2 separate regions of the Hordeum vulgare genome follow, and region 2 is linked to region 1. A link is a contact called in public Hi-C data. All regions are on one chromosome and are shown on one strand. Each heading gives the region's core, a stretch centred on a gene start, on an enhancer-like site or on the middle of the called end of the contact. The rest is flanking DNA. Distances are from core to core; before and after follow the strand shown. Region 1 holds the start of LOC123427513 (60S ribosomal protein L11-like). Region 2 holds the start of LOC123427556 (IQ domain-containing protein IQM1-like).

What was found. Hi-C and Micro-C count contacts between places; a contact is called where the count stands out from the background.
Region 2: a contact with region 1 is called in a Hi-C map of leaf, with 4 times the contacts expected there. The contact joins the promoter of LOC123427556 here to the promoter of LOC123427513 in region 1. A contact is called at or near these places in 2 of 6 Hi-C or Micro-C datasets (leaf and seedling).

Annotation. Positions count from the first base shown.
Region 1 is chr1H:150,502,465-150,507,497 of MorexV3_pseudomolecules_assembly, forward strand. It overlaps LOC123427513 (60S ribosomal protein L11-like), which reads right to left and starts at 2,115. Exons shown (of 5, transcript XM_045111585.1): 1 at 2,009-2,115; 2 at 1,818-1,925; 3 at 1,538-1,580; 4 at 1,246-1,441; 5 at 27-387. The coding sequence starts at 2,011. The coding sequence ends at 195.
Region 2 is chr1H:151,400,987-151,406,045 of MorexV3_pseudomolecules_assembly, forward strand. LOC123427556 (IQ domain-containing protein IQM1-like) reads right to left here and starts at 1,912. Exons shown (of 10, transcript XM_045111638.1): 1 at 1,792-1,912; 2 at 946-1,346; 3 at 740-854; 4 at 577-642; 5 at 364-452; 6 at 161-248; 7 at 1-54. The coding sequence starts at 1,262. LOC123427522 (diacylglycerol O-acyltransferase 1-1-like) reads left to right here. Exons shown (of 18, transcript XM_045111603.1): 18 at 4,441-4,597.

The DNA of each region.
Region 1 (5,033 bases), core at 865-3,364:
AGAAAATAAGTTGATGAAATGTTCAATTTCAAATATGAAACATGAAAAGATTTGATGGAATTATAGATGCATGTCAGCCCAACAGATGAGGCAAAATTGATAGTGCAACTTTGTATCCAATAAACATACGATTCCATGATCCAGAAGGAGGACTGACTTAGGCTCTAACAACAACTTAATCAGTCCAAAGGATACTAGCTAGCATGGGACTTGTTCAGGATGACACCCTCATACTTGACCTGGAACCACTTCATGGCATCTTCCTTGGTCACCCTTTGGTGGATCCCAACACGGGCCTTGCATCGGCGCCGGCGGGAGACACGGTATCCAGCACGCTCCAGAACGACAAAGAAGTCCATACCATAGATACCAGTTGACGGGTCATACCTGACAGAATTAAAACAGTAAGCTTTTAGTATGTAAGCAATAGGATATCAATATTTGCATGCAACCCACAGCTCAGAGGAACGTAAAACACTTTTCAAGAACAAGGTTACAACTAACAAGTTCAGACATATAAATACATAAAAAGTATGTCAACTGATCAAACTTAATGGACAACATACAGGTATAACTGATAGTACCAACAAGGCATTATTGATTCTTTACTTGGGAAAGAGAAATGATATCAGACCTTTTTGAACTAAAGCACAAAATATCAATTGCAGCAACAAACACTAGCATGTACAAAGGGAGGAACTCCAACAGTGTAAAACTTAAGGAGGTACACTAATTGGTAAAATAAGAACAATCATTAAACAATTGGATTCTCTGCTTAAAAGGTGCAATCATTAAACAGATGAGAGTTTTTTATGGAAATTTTCAACTCAGAAACACATTGGGAACAACTGGATCCATCACAGCAAAATAATTTCAGACTGGAGCAACACCTACTCAAGGAACTTCCAAGAACAAACAAATATAAAGTGCAGCAATAGAAAAACATACTAAAAGTATTTATCATGATTATGCATTTCAAACTTTACAAGCATGTGCATGGCAAAATCCTTCTGATGATAAAAGTTAACCATTTTCCGTTAAGATTACTACAACATGCACATAAGGAAACCCCTGTGATAACTCCACAACGATTTTTAATAGAAGAATACATCAGACAAGAAACTTTATGTTGAAAATATCACAGCTTACAATAAAGTGATATAAGTGAACCAAAATTATAGTCCTACCTATATAATTCGCATATATAAAATGCAGCCAGAACTAAGTACAGGAAGATTATCTTACTTCATGCCAAGATCAATGTGCTCCTGAATACCAAACCCAAAGCAACCAGTGTCACTGAAGTTCCTCCTCAGGAGCTCGTACTCCTTCACCTTCAGCCCACTCTCGAGAAGCTGCATTGCCTTCTCACCCCTGATTGTCACATAGCAGGCAATCTTCTCATTACGACGAATGCCGAAAGACCTGACAGTGTACCTCGCTGCAAAGATAAAACCGCCATGACCATAAGCACCCCTGGGTGTTGAAACCAGACAAGAATTGTCGAGCAAACTTTAGATCGTGGACAATATCTTACCCTTGGAGAAAACTGGCGACTGCCCGCTCAGCTGCTCCAACACCTGATGAGTAAATTCGTATAAATTAGACTCGCGTCTCAAAAAAAAATGTGCAAGCACACATAAGATGAACAACGTAGAGCACTTCGGGATAAATTTCATTTGGAGTGGATTGCGAAATTGTAGATCTATGACCATACGCACTGAAACAATATCAGATACAGCGAAGGATTTTAATTGTTCTTTTGTCGAGGAGACCGTGTTGCGTGACGGGATTGATGGGTCGGGGATCTATGATACCTTGGCAGCGCGAGTGAGGCGATCGCCGCTCTCGCCGACGGAGATGTTGAGGACGAGCTTCTGCACCTTGATCTCCCGCATGGTGTTCAACTGTTTCTTTTCAGTCGACTGCGAGGGACAAACGCGTAAGAACAAAGGGACACGCAAGAAATGGCGAGCGTTGGCATCGCGGCAGGAGTAGGAGAGCTCACCATGATGATCTGACCGGGGAGGCCGCCGGTGGAGAGGAAGCGGACGATGGGAGGGTTTTGGTTCTGGGTGTGGCTGCGGCGGCGGAAACCCTAGAAATCTCCCGGGTCTTATATAGGGGGGGCGCTGGAGGTTGCCGAGCGACGATTTCGCGGAATGGCGTGGGGGGCTTGGAGTGGTCCGATCAATGGATGGACGGCTAGGATATTCAGCTCGGCTTGTGCTTTCTTACTAGCTGGGCTGTTGAGGTTCTCCGGCCCAGCCGGATGGCTAGCTGGACCGGACTCCCGGCCATATTCAATCCAACCAATCTACATTCTAGAGGCCCCTGAAAAAAATACATTTTAGAGTTTCTTACAAAAAAAAAAACTTAGAGCAATGTTTCTCTTCAAAAGATAAATCTAGAACATGAGAGTTTTACTCCAAATACAATGTCGGACCTCTACAAAAATGCAACTTTATCCCTTTGGGCAACAATCTTTTCACTATTTTTATAGGCCATGGTCTACGATAATCGTCTTATGTGTGTCGGACAGAGTCAACTTCTTGAGTTTTGTTATCGGTTTTGCTTTCTCTCCGGGTTTGATTGGGTTGACAAAGAAGTTAACCGATAAGGGGTTTAACAGACCCTAGCTTTCCATAGAAGTCTAGATTGAATTTCGACTTTCCTCCATGTCATGTCCGGTATGTACCTTCTAGCTAAAATATCAAAAAAAATACATCATAAACGTATCATTTTTATAAGAGAATTAAATTGTATTGCGAGTGATACGATAGGGCTAAAACTCGATGTTATACAATCACTGGTGACCACTCATAGTAGCTTTGATCTCCTTCACTCAAGTGTTTTTCGATAGTCTGTACTCATCAAGAACTTGATTCACCAACGTACACTCATTATTTGCAGTTGTGTGTTAGTGAAACTAGGGCATTTTGTTGTTCCTAGAGGCTCCACCAAATTAACATTGCAAGAAAGTCAAAGTTCCCTCACGACATCCTCTTGCAAGTTCTTCTTATTAAGATCTCTGTGATAAAAGGCAGTTTTATGCACGCTTAGGTGCTAAGCAACAAAGATGCGTGTCTAGGGTCATGCTAGGGTTGTAAACATGGTCAAGTTGAGGCAAGCAGGAAATATGTCATTCCATATGAGATCATGTCATATTGCGGTAACTGACAATATGAGTGTTGGTAGTTTATTAATTTACATGCTTTAAATTAATGTATATACACATATAATATTCAAGGTGCATACATGATAGTCATAACTATATGACTGCATGTGTTGCGATGTATGGGTCGTTCTGTAATGATTTTCACAAATTAGAGGGGGCATGAGGAAGAGCATGAAGGAGAAGGACAACAAGATGAAACACAAAGATAGCTAGTGTAGCATACTTGTTGAAGCACACTAGGCAAATGCCCGAGCGTTGCAACGAGACTTTATATAAAAATAATAATGAGGTAAACTTTACTTTATGTATTCGGAACATTTGCAGCTACGTGAGCTGCAAGGATATCCTTCACAAATGTGTTTCTTTGAATGATTTTCATAGCACACAAGGATTTAGGTTAAACTTCAATATATGTAATATTTAAAGAATGGTGGAGTAAATCATGTTGGGGGATGATCTTCAATAAAAATGTTGAGGTACCATGACTTAAAGTGGTCTAAAACTCTAAATGCAACACCCCTTCACGTGCATGGTGTGACATTAAAAAGAAAAAAATGTCATGATACAAAATATTTAAATTGACATGTTATGTGTTTTATTTGTCTAAAACCAAAAGTCACACAAAATAAAAATGATGTGATTCAGAATTAAGAATGTCATGCCAATAAAAATAAATTTAGCTCGCTAAAAGATAAAAAGAATGCCACGTTCTTAACAATAAAATTGCATGCTCTTGATCACAAAAATGCCATCATAAAAAATTCCATGCTATGTAGTTTCTTCATCAAGAAAATCATGCAAAAAGATTGCAGTGGTTCTCAAATTAGAATTGGCATGCCATTCAATATATATTCACCATCCTACAGATACAAAAAATGCCAAGATCTTTAAAAAACAAAAATGACATGCTCTTCATAATTGAAATGCAGGAGGAGAAGTCGTTCCATAAAAACAACAAACATATGTGATATGAATCTATTCCATCACCTAGAGGAGGAGCTCGCGACTTGGGTCGGCACTTGCTCGAACTAGCTGATGGCAATCGTGGGGGAGATGTGCCAAGAGGCTGCACCACCGTCGGGCGAGGACTCTAGCATCAATGAAATGGACGAGTACGAGAAGGAGCAAGCCACACTAAAGGTCATTGATGTGGTCCGCTCCTCCGCTTGGATGGACGGGGGCATAACACTGTCTAGTGACCAGTAGCTTCGCTCGTAGCCGCATCAACCATCAACCTATGCCTCGGGGGTAGGGACACTCGCGAGGCCAAAGCGTCCTCGCAACCTTCCAGATACACCCCCTGTGACACTCTCACGTAATAATGAGTTGCGGCTATATACGCCCGGGGGCCCCGAGGACACGGAGGGGTCCCACCCACGCCTAATGGCAGCCCTATGCTCCGCGCTGGGGAGAAGACCGTGACACTCTCACGTAATAACGAGTTGCGGCTGTATATGTCCGGGGCCCCCCGAGGACGCAGAGGGGTCCCTCCCACGCCTAGTGGCAGCCCTAGGCTCCGCGCTGAGGAGAAGACGGAGGCAATCAACTCAGTCCGCCAATGACTATGCCCGCAGCTAGCAAGGAAATCAACACAGTCCACCAATGACTATGCCCGCAAGTGGCAAGGAAATCAACACAGTCCACCAATGACTATGCCCGCAGGTGGCAAGGAAATCAACACAGTCCACCAATGACTATGCCCACAACTGGCCACGAAGTCAACCCAGTCCACCTACGACTACGCCCACGCTCAATGCGAGGGACGGACAACTGGAGGTACGGAGCCGCTCGTACGCCAAGGGGGATACCTGAGCATCGCGACTTAGGGGCCTAATTGCGCCCGTAGCCTTCCCTC
Region 2 (5,059 bases), core at 662-3,161, 900 kb after region 1:
TTTGAAGATAAGTTTGCCACCCTCAATAGCGACTTCATAGTGTTGCCTCTCTTGCTGTTATTGAGAAGGTGAGAAAAAGAGGATCAGATGGTATTCTCAATTATTCAACATTGTGAATTACAGTATCTCTTGATATCACTTAGATTGATGCGGTACGTACTGGTCCAAGGTACTTGACGCACTGCCCCTGAAGTTTAGTCCTAGGGCAATTCTCAAGATTTATTTCTTTGCCCTCCCCAATGTCTAACCTGTTGACCATGTTAAACAGTTAGCATATTATATTGTTCTAGTACTAGGTTCCCAAATTTGCGCGAATTTAAAGCCTAGACAGTAGGTACTGTATATTAAGCTCAGCTTACTTACCAATAGAAAAAGGGCTCCGTACTCTCACTCCTGGACCAGACATCATAATAGATATGCAAATTGTGCCCATATCGATGCCTTGGGTCAATCTGTCCGAAGGCATAAAATGGCAACATTAGTAGTAATAAACAATCTGCAACAATCTCAGTGGACAGTAGGACACTACCTACTGATCTTAGTTTAGTGCTAGAGTTTAAGTAGCATGTGACTTACAGCTTCGAGCCAGTGCTGCAATGCCAGCTTCTGAGCCTTCCCATTCTTAGATAACCCCTTGCCAACCTAAACCAACGAAAAAGATCGCGTCATTCAACTGCAAGTTTGATCAAAATACAAGGCACCAGGTAGACGGTTTGATGAATCAATGAATGTTAGTCACCTTAGCGGCTCTTGTCCTTGCCCTCGCCCACCGCGACGCCGCCGTTTCGGGCTTTCCGCCGTTGAAGAACGATATCGAGCTGTGCTTCAGTGATGCAAAGTCCAGTGCTTTCCACCTGCGATAAGAATCAAAACTTCTATAACTTTCTGAATGTTAACTAGCTGTCCCAGTGCTCAAGGTCAAGGACCGAAGAAACTGATACATACCATAGCTCCTCTACGACGACTGCGCAGTCGGCGAGGTTTCGCCTGGTCCGGTAACTCTTGTAAACCTTTTGAAGTTTGACGGCTGCAGCATCAAGCTCACATTTGGGGCTGGACGATACATTGGGGCTCGATGCGTCAGAGTTGCGTCGGTCTTGGATGCCATTTATCAGGCTCTGTTTGCTCTTATTCTGAACTGAACCTGTGGATTTCTCTCCTCCTTGCCACTGTTTGAAGCTCACAGAGCGCACCAGTGTGGCCTTGGAGAAGAGATGTTTCTTGTTCCGTTCATCCCGAGGAGAGGGGATTTTGTTCACCATGTCGGTTTTGTGTGTCCTCGGACTGGAGATCTCCGTGCCAACAACTTCAGACCGCGCGCGACGGTACAATCCAATAAACTGAACCTTCTCCTCAAAAATTGGGAGAATCTGAATTAGTTTCATGTGAAACGGTGATTTTGAGCAACTTGGAAGAGAACTGAAAAGAACAAATCTGCTCTTGTGACATGGTCAACGGTCAGACAAGAATAAAGCACTAACAACAACCAGCTACCAGCCGGCTGAAATGACCCCAGACTTTCAGGATCTCCACAGCAACAACAAGATGAGTTCATAAGTGCATTCGTGACCTAAACGAACTGAGACCAATACTTGAGCTCTTGAATCCATCTTTAGAACAAAACCAACTAGACTTCAAGTGGCAAAACACCTATAGAACTCACAGTCAAAATAAATAATCCTGCCACGGAACCTCATGTTGGACCGATTCCAGTCCCCAGCAAGAACACGAACCAAGAAGAGGACCGGGTCAACTTCTAAGCAATCAAAGCAAGAACTCCATGATCCTCACCTGTGGTCTCGGCGCAGCAACCCAAGAACTGGAGTCTTCCCCGGAGGCGACAGGAATCGCGGAAGGCGTCGAGGGGTGGGAGAGAAATCTTATATGTGGTAATCCGTCGAATGTCGATGTGCACCGTACCTCAGGGGAGCTTACGCTCCCTCTTATATATATGTACCGAAACCTTGGACTGGCCCCAGAGACGTCAGTTTTGTATTCGAGGGTTCATGGCTGGGCAATTTTGTTGCCCAAGCAAGCTAAGACTTCGGTCACTGCTGAAGTATGCACAAGAGGCTGCTGGCTTTCAACTCGCTGGACGTTCTTTCAGTTTACACCCTGCCATACGTCTCTTCTCCAGACAGGTCCTGAGCGGTCATCCTTTTTATTGGGTTGGTCTTGGTCGTCTGTGTGTGGTTGGGGGGAGGGGGGCGTTATGTCTTCCTTCCTGAAGGCCCTACGTTGTCCAAACTATGTTTCTTATGAGCAGTGCTATAGTACTAGGTAAGATAGCTTTCCTTCGGATTTTTGAAGGATGGATCAAATCATCGATTCGGTCGCATCATTTTGTAAATCAGCACCATTCATAGTACGCATCGTACAAATTTCGTACGTGCACTGTCATGTGCAGAGTAGTTTCGTTTTTTTTCATTTGTGTTTCTAAAGGTAAATTCTTATTTGTATATTTTACATGTAGTTTTGTAGGATATTTTAACAAAATGTGAAACTTATACCTTGACAAAAATGACACATTCTATGGCACGATCATCCTTCAAGCATTCATAGGTCTTCTTAGCCCTACGGAACCTTGACAACTTAGCTTGTAACCCATGTCATGAGAAGATTGTATGTATATGAAAATAGGGATGCCTGTTTATAAATGTGTTAGGCTTTCTTATGGAAAAGGCCCATGTATTAACCGCTGGATATAAATTAGGATCCTTATGCTTACTTATGCTTACATGTCCAACGAAAAAGGGATATATTAAACATTAAGATGGCTTCGGTCCAGTTTGTGAATAATGAATTTCTAAAAGGGTTGGACGCACTTTGCTGCGATGTTGATGTTTTTTGGATTCCTATAATTTTTGTACTCAATCTATTTTAAAATGTAAGGTGTATTGATTTTTTGAAAAGTCGAACCTCTTTAAATTTGCTTACATTTTTGTTGAAATATCTCAGTATCCATAATATCAAATTGGATTCTTAGATTCATCATGAAATGAATTTTCATATTTTATTATTGGCTAACTTCCAGTCGACCGGAAGTTAGGGACAAATCCGCACAACTCGTTCCTACATGATTGCTCTCATCCCATGCTCGCTTGCACTGATTTTTTTCCTTCTCTCAAAAACCGTAGTGAATCGCTAGTGGATTTTTCTGGTTTTTCGCTGCATAACATGCAATAATTATTGAACCTAATAACCAACTAAGCCACCTTTTGATATCTATTGTAGATAAGCAATGTTATTTGAACCTTTTTTTTATTTCTTTCATATCAGAAAAAATAATAAAGATTGGCTTGATAACTTTGGCATGACGAACGTGATAAATATAGTATGAGTAACATAATAACTATACCATGATAAGATTGATAACTACAGTACGAGAAGGTTAAAGCATGTGGCAGTATGATAATTTAACACAAAAAATACCGGTTACATGTTTCAAAACCTTTTTCCCCTTGGATGAAAGATACCATGGTGTTTAAACGTAAGATATTAGGTCTGTGATGCATAAAATTGTCATAAATTTACATGAAAGTTATCGGAGGAGTTATATTTCAATGTTTTTTTTCCTTGAAATCAAAGTTAACATGGTGGTTGAACATAAGTTATGAGGTCCTCGGTGCATAAATGACCATACTATTTATATAGAAATTACCAGGGCATGTTTCAGTAACATTTTTCTCATGGGTAAAAAAGTTATCAATGTGTTTTATGTAAGTTATCGGATGTCTGGTGCGTAAATTATCATGCTATTTGCACTAGGTTATCAGGGGATATTTTAATAACTTTTTGCCCAAGATGAAAAGTTATGAGTGTGTTTGTATGTAAATTGTGAGGTTAGTTGTACGTAAGTTATCATCTTATTTACACAGAAGTTACCGGGGTATATTTCAACAACCTTTTCACCTCGGATGGTAAAAAAAGGTATTTTATTTGAACTTGTTTGGAGCCAAGTAGTGGGTGGGTTGGCTAGTGTCTTAAGATCTCAATATTGAAGTCTCAAGTTCAATTTCAGCTTTAACATGATTTTTAGGCTATAAAACTACAAGTATGGAAACTGGTAGCACCGAGATCTGTTTTCAACATCTTTTTCTCCTAATCAAAAAGTTATCACGGTGTTTGTGTGTTAGCTATCAGATTTTTGATGTGTATATCACCATGCTACTAACATAGAAGTTATCGCGGGTATGTCTTCAACAATTTTTTTTCACGTAAGTCATCGTGGTGTTTGTACATAAGTATCATGTCTATGGTGCTTATAATGAACTGATATTTGCACAAAATTTGATGGGGTTATGTTTTCAACAACCTTTTTTCCCGGGTTAAAATGTTCATGACGTTTGTGACTAAGTTATCAGATCCGTGATGTGTATATTATCATGCTATTTATATAGAACTTATCACGGATGCATCTTTAACAACTTTTTTCCTCAGGTAGAAGTTGTCGTGGTGTTTGTACCAAAGTTTAAGGTCTACTGGGCGTACAATGCACCGATATTTGCACAAAAGTTTACCGAGGTTGTGTTTTCAACAACTTATTTTTCTGGGTCAAAGTTATCACGATGTTTGTACCTAAGTTATCAGGTCTCTAGTGTGTATATTATCATGCTATTTAGATAGAAGTTATCACGAGTGTGTCTTTAACAACTTTTTTCCACGGGTAAAAGTTATTGTGGTGTTTGTTCCTAGGTTATCAGGTCGGCGGTGCGTATATTACCATGCCATTTTGCACATAAGTTGAAAAAGGAATGAATAAAAGTAGCCAAAAAATCTTTAAAATAGCCACGTTGCATGGTTCATAACCGGTGACCAAATCTAGAAAAAATCGAAAAGCAAATCCCGCTTGCTCCATAAAATGCACTAACAACACTTGTGGAAATAAAAATATCCTAACTGTATCTAAGCACTAGCGAGGCATTAACCGAGATGGCTAGCAAGAGTAAGATTAAACCACTAGATACAAGGTTTGATTTCTGTTGTTCTCTTTTTTTGCGAGAAAAATCAATTGCGAAAAAAACAAAGAAACAGAACCGGACGTATTACGGTTTTCAGC